Linked DNA regions of Zea mays: region 1 is linked to region 2. A link is a contact called in public Hi-C data. All regions are on one chromosome and are shown on one strand. Each heading gives the region's core, a stretch centred on a gene start, on an enhancer-like site or on the middle of the called end of the contact. The rest is flanking DNA. Distances are from core to core; before and after follow the strand shown. Region 1 has its middle 8.1 kb from the start of LOC115032961. Region 2 holds the start of LOC100282238 (ubiquilin-1).

What was found. Hi-C and Micro-C count contacts between places; a contact is called where the count stands out from the background.
Region 1: a contact with region 2 is called in a Hi-C map of bundle sheath, with 2.3 times the contacts expected there. The contact joins the enhancer-like site here to the promoter of LOC100282238 in region 2. A contact is called at or near these places in 3 of 25 Hi-C or Micro-C datasets (bundle sheath, ear and tassel).

The regions. Positions count from the first base shown.
Region 1 is chr9:131,867,936-131,875,617 of Zm-B73-REFERENCE-NAM-5.0, forward strand. It overlaps the pseudogene LOC103639101. Among protein-coding and RNA genes, the nearest start is that of LOC115032961, 8.1 kb to the right of the region's middle. Within about 2 kb of position 3,701, at least 18 of the 20 cell types and tissues checked have an H3K27ac peak or open chromatin away from gene starts, as enhancers often do. A contact at or near this core is called in bundle sheath, ear and tassel, where this site is marked.
Region 2 is chr9:131,712,476-131,720,150 of Zm-B73-REFERENCE-NAM-5.0, forward strand. It overlaps LOC100282238 (ubiquilin-1), which reads left to right and starts at 6,267. Exons shown (of 8, transcript NM_001155150.2): 1 at 6,267-6,840. The coding sequence starts at 6,588.

The DNA of each region.
Region 1 (7,682 bases), core at 2,451-4,950, 150 kb after region 2:
TACTATGGCAATTATCTTTCTTTTATATCCTGTATAAACTATATGCTTCCCTTGTTATGCTACTTTCAAGGGAGGTGCTGCCGGATTTTGCAGTACTTTCTTTCTCTATGTGTTGCATGAGTCTTGTAGAAAGGTTTTTTTTGGTATCATCCATTGTGTGGGATCAGTGGGGTGTTACAGTATATCATCTTCCATGCTCGCTGCTTTGCCCTCCATGCTTTCCCATATTTGATCCTGTAACCAAACAGCTCCGAAGTCATGGTCATAATTGACTTCACCTTCAAGTTTGGCTGACCCTTCAATATCCCCAATATCCTTTTCGCAATCAGGGTAGATGTCAACTAACGATGCTTAGAGCTCAGCTCTGTCTGGGCACAAGTGTGTGGACCTACAATTTTGGTGATCTTAAACTTTCCGGTGTCCTTCTGCCTTCGGGCACATACCCTCCAATTACATTCTGGCACCTCGCACACAACAGTGTAACGACGCTGTGCATACGAATGTCTCACCTTGAACGGCCTCTTCCGGTTCACAGAATATTCCTGTAGCCATCGTCTCAGTGTAGGCAGATCCTTGAAAAGTAAGCCAACCTTAATCTCAATGCTGTCGGCGTTATCCGGAGCCTCTAGCAGTTCATCGTCACGTCCTTCAGCATAAGCACGGGTGGAATGACTTAAACTGCTAAATTCATGTACTGCAGGGTCTCGCTCCGGACACAAACGTCTTATGAGTTCAATTTCTTGCTCGGTCATTTGTTGAACCGGACGGTCATCATCAGAATCTAAGGCCCATGCAGCCTCATATGGCTCCTCCTCATCCTCAATCTGAACATCAACACTATTGGATGCCCTGCATATGTTGTCCATATTATATGACACAGGCACATCAAAATAAGCAGCATTATCGATATGTGGAGATCCTGCATCGGGTCGGAGCAAGAAAAACCACATTAAAAAGTCTAATCAAACGAAATAACGATGGATACGAACAATGTGTCGAAGACACTTACTAGGATGATCGTGAACTGGATCCTGGGTCAATGGGATCTCTTGGGGGGGTACCACCGCATTAGAAGCCCCACAAACGCCAGGAATAGGACGAGAAATCCCATACTCGTGCGGACCCGATTGAGCATCGGGCACAACAACGACTTCTTCATGAAGCTCTACCAAAGGAGCTTCAATACGAGATGCATTTGGCATTTGTGGAGATAACCCGACTGGACCTTCGCAATGACTAACAGGTAACTTTTGAACAACCACATCCAAACATGGTGGAACCATCGTCTTCACAATTCTTAAATATATCACCCAATCATCTTCTGAGGTAATGGAGATCAACCGTCGGACAACTGTTCCATATGTAATATGGGACAACAAACCCTGAATTGATATTCTAGGGTCGTTTATGTCGCATCTAATCTCCTCACAAGCTCGAGCCAAAAGCTGGTCAAAAGATGGTCTTTCAACAAACAACATGGTCACGATCTTCATACCATCAAAAGTAACACTCCCATAAGCATCTATCTCCACCCTTCCTCCATGGTATAGTGTTACTAGGCTGTCCATCTATTGCAAAAATGGATTACTAACTCAATAATGGCTATATAACTTAAGCCTACTAACTTACTAAGTAATAAATATATATTAACTAATAACTATACAGTAAATATTAAATGAACACATCAAACGAAATTACATAATCTATAAATAATGTACGAAAACTATGTATACCTGAGAACGCGTACGAGTCCAGCTAACGGTGGAGAAGGTTAAGTCGGACGAACACCTACGTACAAAAAAACCAATTGTCAGTAAAAAATTTGGCAGCACCTCCCCTGTAAAGTGATGTTTATAGAACCTGCGAATAAACGACAACACGACGGTTGCCAACACAGAAAACAAGTAATATCAATACGCTAAACAAAATGGTAACTATATAATCACTAAGAATTTACTAAACACTAACAATATACTACGCAACAAACTAGCTAACTATTTTAATAAACACTAACAACAAAATATCTAACTATTTACTAAACAATAAATAAGTGGATACCTAACTAATTACTACTAGTTTACAAACTAAGAAATAAAAAAAATACTGGTCGGCAGTGCACTGCGGGCGAGCTCGGGGCGACAATGGCCTGCGTGGGGCGGGCGGCTACGGGCGGAGCTCCGGGCGAGCTCGGGGTGGGCGGGCGGCGGAGCTCGGGCGGAGCTCGGGCGGAGCTCGCGGCGGCGAGCCCGAGCTGGGCAGGGGCGGGCGGGCCGGAGCTCGGGCGGAGGCGGGCGGGCGGCGATCCGGAGCCGGAGCTGGGGCGGGCGGCGGCGGCGATTTCGTAGACGGCGGCGGCGTGGTTTGGAATGAGCCGAGAAGAGAAGAAACGCGCAAAGAGAAGGCAGTTTGCGGGTTTTTCCTAGCTCGACGCCAAGATCTGTGGCGCCGAGCTAGGTGCCACGCGGGACTGCCACGTCATGAAGCTCGGTGCCATAGGCTATGGCGCCGAGCTGTGTTACCTCGGCGCCATAGCCTGTGGCGCCGAGCTTCGGGTCCAAACGTGCAAATAAAATTTCTGGGGGTCCAAACGTAAATTTTTGACTCGGAAGGGGCTAAAAAACAAAAAATTCGGTCTGTTTTGACATAAAGGTAATTAATAATTATTTTAAACAAAGATACAAAAAAATAATCTGTTATTACATAGAGACAAGTTATAAAGTGCAAAAGCAACAGTTTATTTAGTATATACTAGTTAGTTGTACAAGAATATCGTCTAAAATTATTTAGTATATACTAGTCTGCCACTCTCTCAGGTGGTGGTGGGCGCATAAAGAGGCCTCGATGCCGATGATATCCCTTCTCTATTGCTTCGTGGTGGTTGGGTCCACCGGCCCAACGTGCCTCGAACGGGAGTCACTCTCCAACTTTTCGGGGCCTTTTTGATGCAAAGAGCCCACCGGCCACCGCGATCCACAATGCTCCGGATGCATCGATCCCGTCCGAAGCCGATGGCCGATGGCATTTGGCACGTGATGAGCGTTATCAGCGGACGGACTTTGTGATGGCTAGGCTAGCTATGGATGCGACTCCGACTCGACAAGCACGATAGATTGGAGATCTGAGGCTGAGCACTGCGTACATTTTACTCTCTTAAATTTAAGATGATGGATGGATACATGTTAACGAGGACTCCACACACTATATTCGTGCTCGTGCACGCTTATTAATTCTAGCCAAATACCAACACGACAGCGTTAGCAAACGCGCACAGTACAGTACGTTTTACACAAGCGCAGGCAGGACGGTCAAACGGCGGCGTGGCCTGACGCTGGCGGGTCGAACGCGGCGGGGTAGTAGTGCGCGGTCCGGGCCTGCGCCGCGACGACCTGCCTCCACGACGGGCGCGACGAGATGGCCGCGTACCAGCGCGCCACGTTGGGCCTGGACGCCAGCAGCGCGCGGCCCCTGGGAGAAATTTGCTGTTTTGCCACTCTCAAATTTGGCTGCTTGTTATTATGTCATCCCGTGTCTATGACTGGTGGGACCGTCTGTGTCTATGATTTGTGGGTCCGATGGCATACTGGCGAAGCCCACAAATGATAATGGCAAAATTGCCAATGGCTCGGCCCCTGGGGGATGAGCACGCGAGGCAGTGCGCGTTGGGGAGGTGGGACAGGTCCGCCAGGGTGAAGCCGTCTCCCGCGAGGTACGCGCTCCGGCCCAGCGCGCCGTCGTACACGTCCAGCACGCGCAGCAGCTGCCGCTCGCTCTCGGCGGCGGTGGCCGGCGACAAGGCGAGGTGGAGCACCAGCGCCGAGCTCGGCGCGTCGAAGCTGTGCGCCTCCGCCTGCAGCCACTGCTCGATGCGCGCCCGCGCCGTACAGGTCCCTGGTGCACCACCGCGGGAACTCCGTGCACACGTACCGGCATATGTCCCTGGAATCTGCAGCCACAGGATTGACTGATTGAGTTGGCAGCTTGCATTGGCGCGCGTCCAGAATCTTGTGGTCGGTACGGTAGGGTTAGTTAGGCTATGTTAGGTTTGAGGTCAAAGTAGGATGAGTCGGGGCGCCACCGTCTCCTCGATTTTATGGGATCACGCCGCCTCTAAAAATCACTCCGGTGTTCACCTTGCCCCTACTTGACTCTCAACCAAACACTATAGAAAACGTGGCCGCCTCATTCCATCTCTCTTTGTACATTCAACCAAAAACACCCTTAATTACTCACCGCCGAGGGTGATGTCGCCGTGCTTGAGCGTCACCTGATGGCCGCTGGTGGGATCCTGCATCATCGATCATACATGCATGTATCCAACCCAGCATGCATGAAAGTAAATTAAATCAAGGAGCGAGGGCCGGGACAGAATCGAAACTTGGGGGGGGGGGGGGGGGGGGGGGGGATTGTGAACGTGCCCTCATCTTGACGAGCTCGGGGAGCTTATTATTGCGCCCGCGCTTGAAGGTGTCGGTGCGGACTAGCTCGAACTCCAGCTGCCGCTCCAGGAGGCACGCCATGACCCGCGCCACGTCCGTCGACGCCGGCTGGCCGAACACCTGCAGCATCGCCGAGGAGGCCATGGAGGAGGAGGAGGAGACCGTACCGATACCGACCTTGGCTGATCAAAAACAAATAAAACGATCGGTGTATCCTGCTCCTGCCCTGCATGATGGTGGCTTGGCGTCAATTGCACGGTATTTATAGAGTGTAGCTGCTGCTCGTCCAGGCATGCCGTCGATGATGCATCAGCTTGCTAGCCATCAGCCCATCACGACGAAAAAGAAAGTGAAAGTGCGCAGGCCACGCACTGGGCTATACAGGAGTAGGTAGGTACTACGTACGTTATGTTGGAACACTTTGATTATAGTATTTATACATATTCCTTGCTTGGCGCGAACTCGATCGATACGATCTGGACATGGCGACGATGATGATACTGTTCCCTGGGCATCACTCTTTGATCCACATGAGGATTAGCCAACCGTTGCGTTTTGCTACGTGGAAAGATCCGCTCAACCAGGAGGATTGATGTAAAGCTCGACCGATATGCGTGCAGGAAAGCTGCTTGTTGCATGCCCTTGTCAGTTACAGTACACGACACAGGACGACAGGTGCACAGATGAAGCTATAGCTTATTAGTGATCATTTGTCGTCTTCGTGACGGGACGGGATTAGAGAGCAAACATGTAGTAAAAGATGTATACGGCATATTTAAACACTCAAATCTTGCATACTTAACATTTTTTCATAGTTTTACCCGTTTTGACCTGTTTGAGGTCGATGTTGAACTACAAACCATCAAGTCGACTTGACTTGATCTGGATTGTCATCTATGAGCTACAACACCCTGCAATGCCACATAGAACATATACAAACACATGAATAACCCAAACTAAAAGTAAAAGTGAACTTAGCTCTTTTAGGTTCATTTCATGTTCTTGCTTTGACACTACTCCTTCTAGTGACATTGTTCACTTCTTAAGCTTGATCTTGAGTCTTATGATTTACAGCACATAACCATAGGTATTACCTCATTGGTTGTAAGTCACTTCCTTAAGTAGTGATCCTCAATCAAGGTTTACAAAACCGGTAAAAACCAGCGGTAAACCGGTCGGTTTACCGAAACCGCGGGGGTGCGGTTTGGGTTAACCACCGGTTTTTTTCAAATTGGTTCCAAATTCAAAAAAAAATTGAAAAATTTCATAAAACTGAAAACCACCGGTAAACCGTTTTTTGGACCGGTAAACCGCCAATTTTTACCAGGAAACAGGATTTAATGCAACAATTGAGTATTTAGTGATCAATTTAGGTATATTAGTCTTGCTTAATGCTATATATGAAGATGTTATTGAAATTCGCCTAGAGGGGGTGGATAGGCGGAAACTGAAATTTACAACTCTAAACACACTACAAGCCGGAGATAGCGTTAGAATAAAATCAGTGTCCAGGAGAGAGGGGAAAACAAATCAACCAAGAAAAATAGAGCGGATGACACGGTGATTTGTTTTACCGAGGTTCGGTTCTAAAGAACCTAGTCCCCGTTGAGGTGGTCACAAAGACCGGGTCTCTTTGAACCTTTTCCCTCTCTCAAACGGTCACTTAGACCGAGTGAGGCTTCTTCTTTAATCTCACGGGTCACTTAGACCCCGCAAGGACCACCACACAATTGGTGTCTCTTGCCTCGCTTACAAAGCTTGAAAGTAAGAAGTGAGAAAGAAAAGAAAGCCAAGCCAAGCAAACAAGAGCAACAAGGAAACACAAATGATCCTCTCACAAGTCTAAATGCGATAGAGTTGAATTGGAGACTTTGAGCGGATCGATCACTTGAATTGTGTCTTTGGAGTGGTGTTGATTGCTCTTGTATTGAATGCGAAGTAGTTAATGCTTGGATGGTTGGAGTGGAGGTGGTTGGGGGTATTTATAGCCCTCAACCACCAAACAACCGTTAGGGAGGGGCTACTGTCGATGGGCGCACCGGACAGTCCGGTGCGTCAGCCACGTCACCCAACCGTTAGGGTTCTAACGAAGTCGATCGTTGGAGCGCTGACTTCTGGTGGCACCGGACAATCCGGTGCTGCACCGGACATGCAATGTTCCTTGTCCAGTGCGCCTCTAACCTCTGCTCTGACTTCTGCCACAAACTGTAGCGCTGTCAGGGGCACTGTGCAGTCGACCGTTGCGCCGGCTAGTCGTTGCTCCGCTGGTGCACCAGACAGTCCGGTGGCACATCGGACAGTCCGGTGAATTATAGCGGAGCAGCGCTGGAGAAACCCGAAGCTGAAGAGTTCGGAGTTGTACGGTCTTGGTGCACCGGACACTGTCTGGTGGCACACCGGACAGTCCGGTGCGCCAGACCAGGGCACTCTTCGGTTTCTTTTGCTCCTTTCTTTTTTAACCCCAACTTAATCTTTTTATTGGTTTTGTTGAACCTTTATGCACCTGTAGAATATATGATCTAGAGCAAACTAGTTAGTCTAATTATTTGTGTTGGGCATTCAACCATCAAAATTATTTATGGGAAAAGGTTAACCCCTATTTCCCTTTCAATCTCCCCCTTTTTGGTGATTGATGCCAACACAAACCAAAGCAAATATATAAGTGCAGAATTGAACCAGTTTGCATAATATAAGTGCATAGGTTGCTTGGAATTAAACCAATTCATAGTTTTACTAGATATGCATGGTTTGCTTTCTTTTATTTAACATTTTGGACCACGCTTGTACCACTTGTTTTGTTTTTGCAAATTCTTTTGGAAAGTCTTTTTAAAATCTTTTTGCAAATAGTCAAAGGTATATGAATAATATTTCGAGAAGCATTTTCAAGATTTGAAATTTTCTCCCCCTGTTTCAAATGCTTTTCCTTTGACTTAAACAAAACTCTCCCTGAATGAAATTCTCCTCTTAGCTTTCAAGAGGGTTTTAATAGATATCAATTGGAGATATATTGAGATGATAATTTTGAAAATATACCAATTGCAAATCATCATACCAATTTGAAATATATTAATTGAAAAATTTCGAAAGGTGGTGGTGCGGTCCTTTTGCTTTGGGCTTAATACTCTCTCCCCCTTTGGCATTAATCGCCAAAAACGGAGACTTTGCGAGCCCTTGTTACTTTCTCCCCCATTGGTACAAGTAAATATGAGTGAAAGATTATACCAATTTGAGAGTAATGTGGAGTGA
Region 2 (7,675 bases), core at 5,017-7,516:
GATTCTTATTGTAAGGGCGAGAGACTCCAAGTTGTGGAGATTCCTCGCAAATGGGAAAAGAGTAAAGTAAAGAAGAACACCGTGGTATTCAAGTTGATCATCGGATCACTTGAGAGGAGTTGAGTGCAACTCTCATCCGTTGGGACGCCACAACGTGGAGTAGGCAAGTTTTGTACTTGGCCGAACCACGGGATAAATCCTCGTGTCTCTTGTGCTCGTCTTTATTGTGTCTATTGTGCTTCACAAGAGCTCTCCTCTCTACTCACTTGATTTCATTATACTAACTCTTAATCAAGTTTGTGGTGTTAAGTTTTAAGTTTCACAGGATCACCTATTCACCCCCCCCCCCTCTAGGTGCTCTCAGATATGGCCAGAAATGGGCCGGCAGTAATGGCAGTGGCAGGCGGGCAGAAGCAGCGGTCAAGTCGTCAGCCAAGCTCACGTCCCCTCCTGGGACAGCGAGGGAACCCTCTCCCACGGCGTGAAGACGACGCACCTGTGTTCCGTTCCTCGAACAGCTCGCGCACGCGCAACGGCTGCCCCGCGAACCACTCGTCCCGTCGCATTAACTCTACGGCAGGACAAGCGGCGCCTTTGGCGGGCGAAGCAGGCGACGCTTCACCTCCGCCATAATGACCGCGTCAAAAAAGGTGCGCCATGTCATTCAATTTCGTATCCTTTTCCTCCTCCTCTTCCTCTCTCTTACAACAGGGACCGGGAAAGGGGATACTCCGAAAGGGATCCTTCTCCGCGAAGGAAACGGGCCCCGAGCCTCCCTACTGATCAGAGGTTCGAAGGCTGGCCCCTCGGAAGGGTTCAACAGCCGCCTCAGAGCACTCGGGCTCCGCGCCCACTACTGGTCAGGGGTTCGAAGGTCGGCCCCTCAAAAGGGTTCAACGGCCGCCTCATGCCACTCGGGCTCCGCGCCCACTACTGATTAGGGGTTCGTAGGCTGGCCCTCGAAGGGTTCGACAGCTGCCTCAGACGCAGAGCGAGGGATGACCCTGGGTACGTTCGATACATAACCAAGGCTCGGGCTACGCTCCCAAGGTACCCTAGGACATTTCCGAGACCAACGGGAACGATTTTGTAACGGAATCCCACCAGAGGGAGGCATCGAGCCCTCGGACCCCGTCAAAAGGGGACCGGGTCCGGCAAATCACCTGCAGGTACTTTTGGAGCGCGCCTCCGGGCCACTAGCCGACCCCTAACAAATGGGGCACGGACGTCCACTCGGATTACCCGTTAGCAGCTCACTGGAGACACCATGTTCGGCGCCCTCCAAGGGCAACATGGCGCTTTTCCCCCCTCCTCCTTGCGGAAAGGCGACGCAGGGGCGTATGTAAAAAAGTCGAGTCTGTCCTTGACTGTCCTCTCGCTCTGTGCGGAGGCTCGGGGGCTGCTCTCGCAAACCCGGCTCCGGCCAAACCGTTGACAGCGTCAACATACCAGCCCGAGAACTTGGGACTCGACTGTGCACCCGGGCTACGGCCAGTTCGCATGAAGGAACAACCAGACCGGTCGAAGCATCGCGAAACGCATTAAGACCTCGAAGGAGTCAAACCACTCCTCCGAGGCCTCGGGGGCTACACCCGGCGGGTGCGCTCGCGCGCACCCACCGGAATGAAACACAACCGAGAAAGGTCGGTCCCCTTGCAAAAAAGTGCGACAAAAGCCTCCAAGCGAGTATTAACACTCCCTTTGAGGCTCGGGGGCTACTGTCGGGGACCATAATTAGGGGTACCCCAAGACTCCTAATCTCAGCTGGTAACCCCCATCAGCACAAAGCTGCAAAGGCCTGATGGGTGCGATTAAGTCAAGGCTCGGTCCACTCAAGGGACACGATCTCGCCTCGCCCGAGCCCAGCCTCGGGCAAGGGCAGCCGACCCCGGAGGATTCACGTCTCGCCCGAGGGCCCCCTCAAGCAACGGACACACCTTCGACTCGCCCGAGGCCCAGTCTTCGCCAAGAAGCAACCTTGGCCAGATCGCCACACCGACCGATCGCACCGCAGAAGCATTTAATGCAAAGGTGGCCTGACACCTTATCCTGACGCACGCCCTTCAGTCGACTGAGCCGAAGTGACCGCAGTCACTTTGCCGCTCCACTGACCAGCCTGACAAGAAGACAGCGCCGTCCGCGTCGCTCCGACTGTTGTGCCACTCGACAGAGTGAGGCTGACAGCGGCCAAGTCCGGCCTCGGGCGCCATAGGAAGCTCCGCCTCGCCCGACCCCAGGGCTCGGACTCAGCCTCGGCCCCAAAAGACGACGAACTCCGCCTCGCCCGACCCAGGGCTCGGACTCGGGCTCGGCCCCGGAAGACGACGAACTCCACCTCGCCCGACCCCAGGGTTCGGACTCGGCCTCGGCCCCGGAAGACGACGAACTCCGCCTCGCCCGACCCAGGGCTCGGACCGACCATGTCACAGAGGGAGCCATCATTACCCTACCCCTAGCTAGCTAAGGCTACGGGGAACAAGACCGGCGTCCCATCTGGCTCGCCCCGGTAAACAAGTAATGATGGCGCCCCGCGTGCTCCATGACGACGACGGCTCTCAGCCCCTTACGGAAGCAAGGAGACGTCAGAAAGGACTCGACAGCCTCGACAGCTATCCTTCCACCAGGCTCCAGCGCTCCTCCGATGGCCACGACATCTCATGAACAGGGTGCCAAAACCTCTCCGGCTACCACGACGGCATGTACTTAGGGCGCTAGCTCCTCTCTGCTAGACACGTTAGCACACTGCTACATCTCCCATTGTACACCTGGGCCCTCTCCTTACGCCTATAAAAGGAAGGCCCAGGGCACTCGTACGGAAGGTTGGCCGCGCGGAGGAACGGGGCGGCGCGCATAAGCCTCTCTCGCTCTCTCCCACGCGGACGCTTGTAACCCCCTACTGCAAGCGCACCCGACCTGGGCGTGGGACAAACACGAAGGCCACGGGTTTCCCCTTTTACGCCTGTCTCCCTCTGGTTTCCCCCCTTCGCGCTCCGTCTCGCGCCGACCCATCTGGGCTGAGGCACGCGGCGACAATTTACTCGTCGGTCCAGGGACCCCCCCGGGGTCGAAACGCCGACACATACGTTGCTACAAACTCATTGTGCATTGCCGATGATGAAACACATGTCTATTTGCAACTCTTCCAAAAAAATGGCTCCCTAGTAAGTGTGAATGCATACCTTGAAGTGGATTTCAAGGTATCTACATAGCCTGCCTAGTCAACATCTGCATAGCCAATTATCTCTAGGGAATTAGACGTTCTCTATGTTAGCATGAGATTTTTGGTGCCTTGTAGGTACCTTAGAGCCTGCTTAACTGCTTTCGAGTGTTCCACGCCTAGATTTATCTAGTATTTGCCAGGCATCCTGGTGGTAAATGCTAAATCAGGGCGAGTACAAATTTGAGCATACATAATGCTTCCGATAGCTGAAGCATATGGTAATGACTGCATCTGATCTTTCTCATAATGATTCTAGGGACACTGATGAATCTCGAACTTGTCTATTGGTTTAGGTGAAGCCTTACACTGGTGCATATTGTACCTCTTTAGTACGTTTTCTATATATGTCTTCTATGAAAGTCCTAATACTCCCTTTTTTCTATCTCTGTGAATTTCTATTCCAAGAACATAGGAGGCTTCTCTCATATCTTTCATATCAAAGTTCGAGGATATAAACTTTTTTTGTTTCCGCTAGTAGATTCTTATCACCATTAGCCAACAATATGTCATCGACATACAAGACAAGTAAGCTGTAGTCATTCTCAAACTTTGCATAAATGCAGTTGTCTTCCATGTTTTCCTCAAAACCACATTTTCTTATAGTTTGATCAAACTTGAGATACCACTATCTGGAAGCTCGCTTGAATCCTTAAATGGACTTCCTTAAGTGACATCCCATACTTTCTTTACCCTGCACAACAAAACCCTTTGGTTGTGCAATGAAAACATCTTATTCTAACTCCCTATTTAGGAAAGTTGTCTTAACATCCATCTGATGTAGTTCTAGATCATAATGAGCCATTAGAGCCATGATTATTCTAAATGAATCTTTCATCGAGACGGATGAGAAGGTTTCATTATAATCAATGTCTTCTCTTTGTGTGAACCCTTTGGCCACAAGTCTAGCCTTATATCTTTCTATGTTCCCTCTAGAGTCATGCTTGGTTTTATAGACCCACATACAACCTATTGTTTTGGCTCCTTTAGGAATGACTTCTAAGTCTTAGACTTGATTCATTTTCATGGACTCTAATTCATCTTTCGTGGTAGAGAGCCACATGGAATTTCTGACTCCTCGTTACTTTCTCATATGTAATGGGATCGCCTTCTGTATCTATATCCACCAGTCGCGTGCGTCATTGGGCGCTAGTCCGTTCAAGGAGAAGTGAAGGAGATGATAGAAGAAGAAAGATGAATGTGAGAACCATATGTGACTATGTGAGAATAAATATAAAGGATAATACACTATGTCTTGTATGGGTTAGTTCTATTGTTGTAACTTCTGATGTTCAAGGGTTCCCCGCCCATCCTTTTATATTCTAAGGAGGGACAACAGTTAAATTGTAGGCACCAAGTCAGTTGTCAAGTTCATGTTGAAATTGAGCTGGTTACTAAGTTGGAAATGAGTCCAACTCTATATTTATAAGTTTATCTCTTATTTAGTTAAGATCCTTGACATATCCACGCTTTTAGAAATCTCCTGGCTATGGACTCCCTCCTGGACTTATTATCGAGCTCATAGGCCCTTCCAGGCAGACTCTTCTTTATGAATCATTTGTATCCATGATACATATCGTTCACAAATAGGGTGTAGGACATTACCTATTTTGTGGTCTGAACCTCTTTAAGATTATCTGTGTTATAGTTCCTGGTTGTGCCTAGATTCAATGCACCGCTCACCTACACCCACGATATCTCGAATCTCTTTTTCATGTAGTTTACATACCCTGGTTTCTATCCATGACGACAAATATGTTGAGTTTCAGAGGAATTTCAGGCTTGTAGTTAACCAGTTTCACATTTCCTTTGTGTAATGGCTATCCCGAGAGAATACTAACTATTATTCCGCTATGCGGTGTAAAAGACTATGTTCATGTAATGAACATTTAATCGTTACATAATAGAGACAATTGTGATTATATTATTCGTTGGCCTTGCAATTGTGATTCACCCTTGGTTTTCCAACTTTGTGATTTTACCCCTCTATGTTGAAAACGAAGCTATCGTTTATCCCTCTCTCAGTCTCTCACAAATATTGTTAGTGAAAATTAGAATTTGTGGTTAAAAATAAAAAAATATCAAAAGAAATGGGTGAAGGGTCTCAACTACCATCCTCCTATTCTGTTCGGGCGCAACCCAATAGGTGTAAAAATCATAATTGCATAATATAACGAGGGGTAAAATTACAATCATAGACATTTTTGTCTTTCATATTAAATTTAACACTGTTAACTACACGTAACGGTGCAAAGGTATGACACAACTTTGTTTTTAAAATAAATGGGTCTAGGTTAAAAAATGAGAGGTAAAATTACAAATGCAAGACCAATGAGAGGTATGATCACAAATGCCCCATATGTAATAATGCACTTAGGTGGTGTTTGGTTTCTAGGGACTAATCTTTAGTCCTTTATTTTATTCTATTTTAGTTTCTATATTGTCAAATACAGAAACTAAAATTGAGTCTTAGTTTCCGTATTTAGTATTTTAAGTACTAAAATAGAATAAAATGTAGGGACTAAACATTAGTCCCTAAAAACCAAACACCCACTTATTAGGTTATCTCTCTTTGTTGACTTCTTATTGTATTTTGGGTACAAATATAGTCTTTATCCAATTTTGACCTTAAAATTGAGACGACATACATGCACCCATTCTCAACGAGGAAAAGAGGAACCTTCTCGAATTTCGATAATCCTATACGCTATTGTTTTCTTGTGTCTTCTAAAAAACTATCATAAGCTTTACGCTGTAAAAAACTGTTGAGAGTGTACAAAAACTATAAGATTTATGGTTTAACCAAGTATAAAATCTAACTTCTATCTCTATACCACTTTAAATAAGTATAAAACAGTTCACCATTTTAAAAACAAAAAAACAGATTTAAATACTTTCAAAACCACACTACTAAAAAATAGTAACTTGCTTTTTGTTTCTATTTTTCTATGCTTTTACATTTTTTAAAGCAAAAGCAGCCGTTTGCTTCTGCTTCTATTTTTAGTTACCTTTTACATTTTTAAAAGCAAAAGCAGTAGCTAAAAGCCAGCCTATGCCTTCGCATATGCCTAGAACCTTCCTCATGCCTCTGATGATATGCCACCTCGACCCCACCGCACAGAGACACAAGCCTCCACGTCACGCGGCGAATCCGGGCCGTCCATCACCTCTACCCCGCGCCCCTCCCCGCCGTTAAATCCCACGCGTCAAACCGTGTCTATTCCTCGTCAGACTTTCAGTTCTTCCAATCTCTTGCAAGCACAACTGCACAAGGGAACAGGAGGAAAAAAGAGCGAGAACTCGCAGCTGACGCGCACACGGCAAGCCCCAATCGGAGCCGCGGACCGGATCAGAACTAGGTCTCGAGGCGATGGCAAGCGGAGGCGAGGGCGCAGGGAGCGGCGAATCCCCTCCCGCCGCCTCAGTGGAGGCGGCAGCGGTCGAGGCGACGCTGCACATCCGGTGCGCGAACGGCTCCAAGTTCACGGTGCAGACGGACCTGGGCGCCACGGTGGGCGCGTTCAAGGAGGTCTTATCCGGTAGCTGCGGCGTGCCAGCACCGCAGCAGCGCCTGATCTACAAGGGCCGCATCCTCAAGGACGAGCAAACCCTAGACAGCTATGGTACGTGCCACGCCGAAACGCTGGTTGTAGTGTAGAGTAAAGTACCTTCAGATTTGGTGTCGTAGCGTGGGATTGTCCGATTCTGTTCATCAATTCGGCGGTGGGCCAGTGCCGTTGTGAATTGTGCTAGGTTTGTGCTGTCGGTGACATGCCTGTTTGTGTGTCTGTAGTGTATTGAAGGTGGCTAGATTCTGCATTTGTTTTTTCTTTCATGTGCATGCTAGCTAGTAGTAATTTACCACATATTGTGCTATGTCATTACCTGATGCACGTGTGATTCGACTAACGTATGCTGTTAACTTATACCATGTAACGTTTGTATCATGACATTACCGATGGCATTAATTACAGTCTAGAAGTAGTTGAAGTAGAAGACAGCTTTGTTACAATTCTCATATAATTCCAATTGTTATGTAGTCATTTTATATACTGTTGATTGTGCATGTCTAGAATCCAAATGTTTTAGAGTTAGTAGAACTAAAACATAATATATGAGATGTGATTTCAGCACTACACATGAGGACAGGGATGCTAGTTTGGAAGGTCAAGTAGTGCCTAGGAAGGACACCTTCAGGTATTTAAGCTCAATGCTACAGAGAGACGAGGATATTGACGAAGGTGTCAGCCATATGAAAGTAGGGTGGATGAAGTGGTGTTAAGCATCTGGCGTTCCATATGATAAGAGGGTACCACAGAAGCTAAAAAGGCAAGTTTTATAGGACGACGATTAGACCCAATATGTTGTATTGTTGTATAGTGCAGAATGTTGACCTATAAAAAGACAACATGATAAGTATCACGGAAATATGTATGCTGCGTTGGATTTGTGGCCATA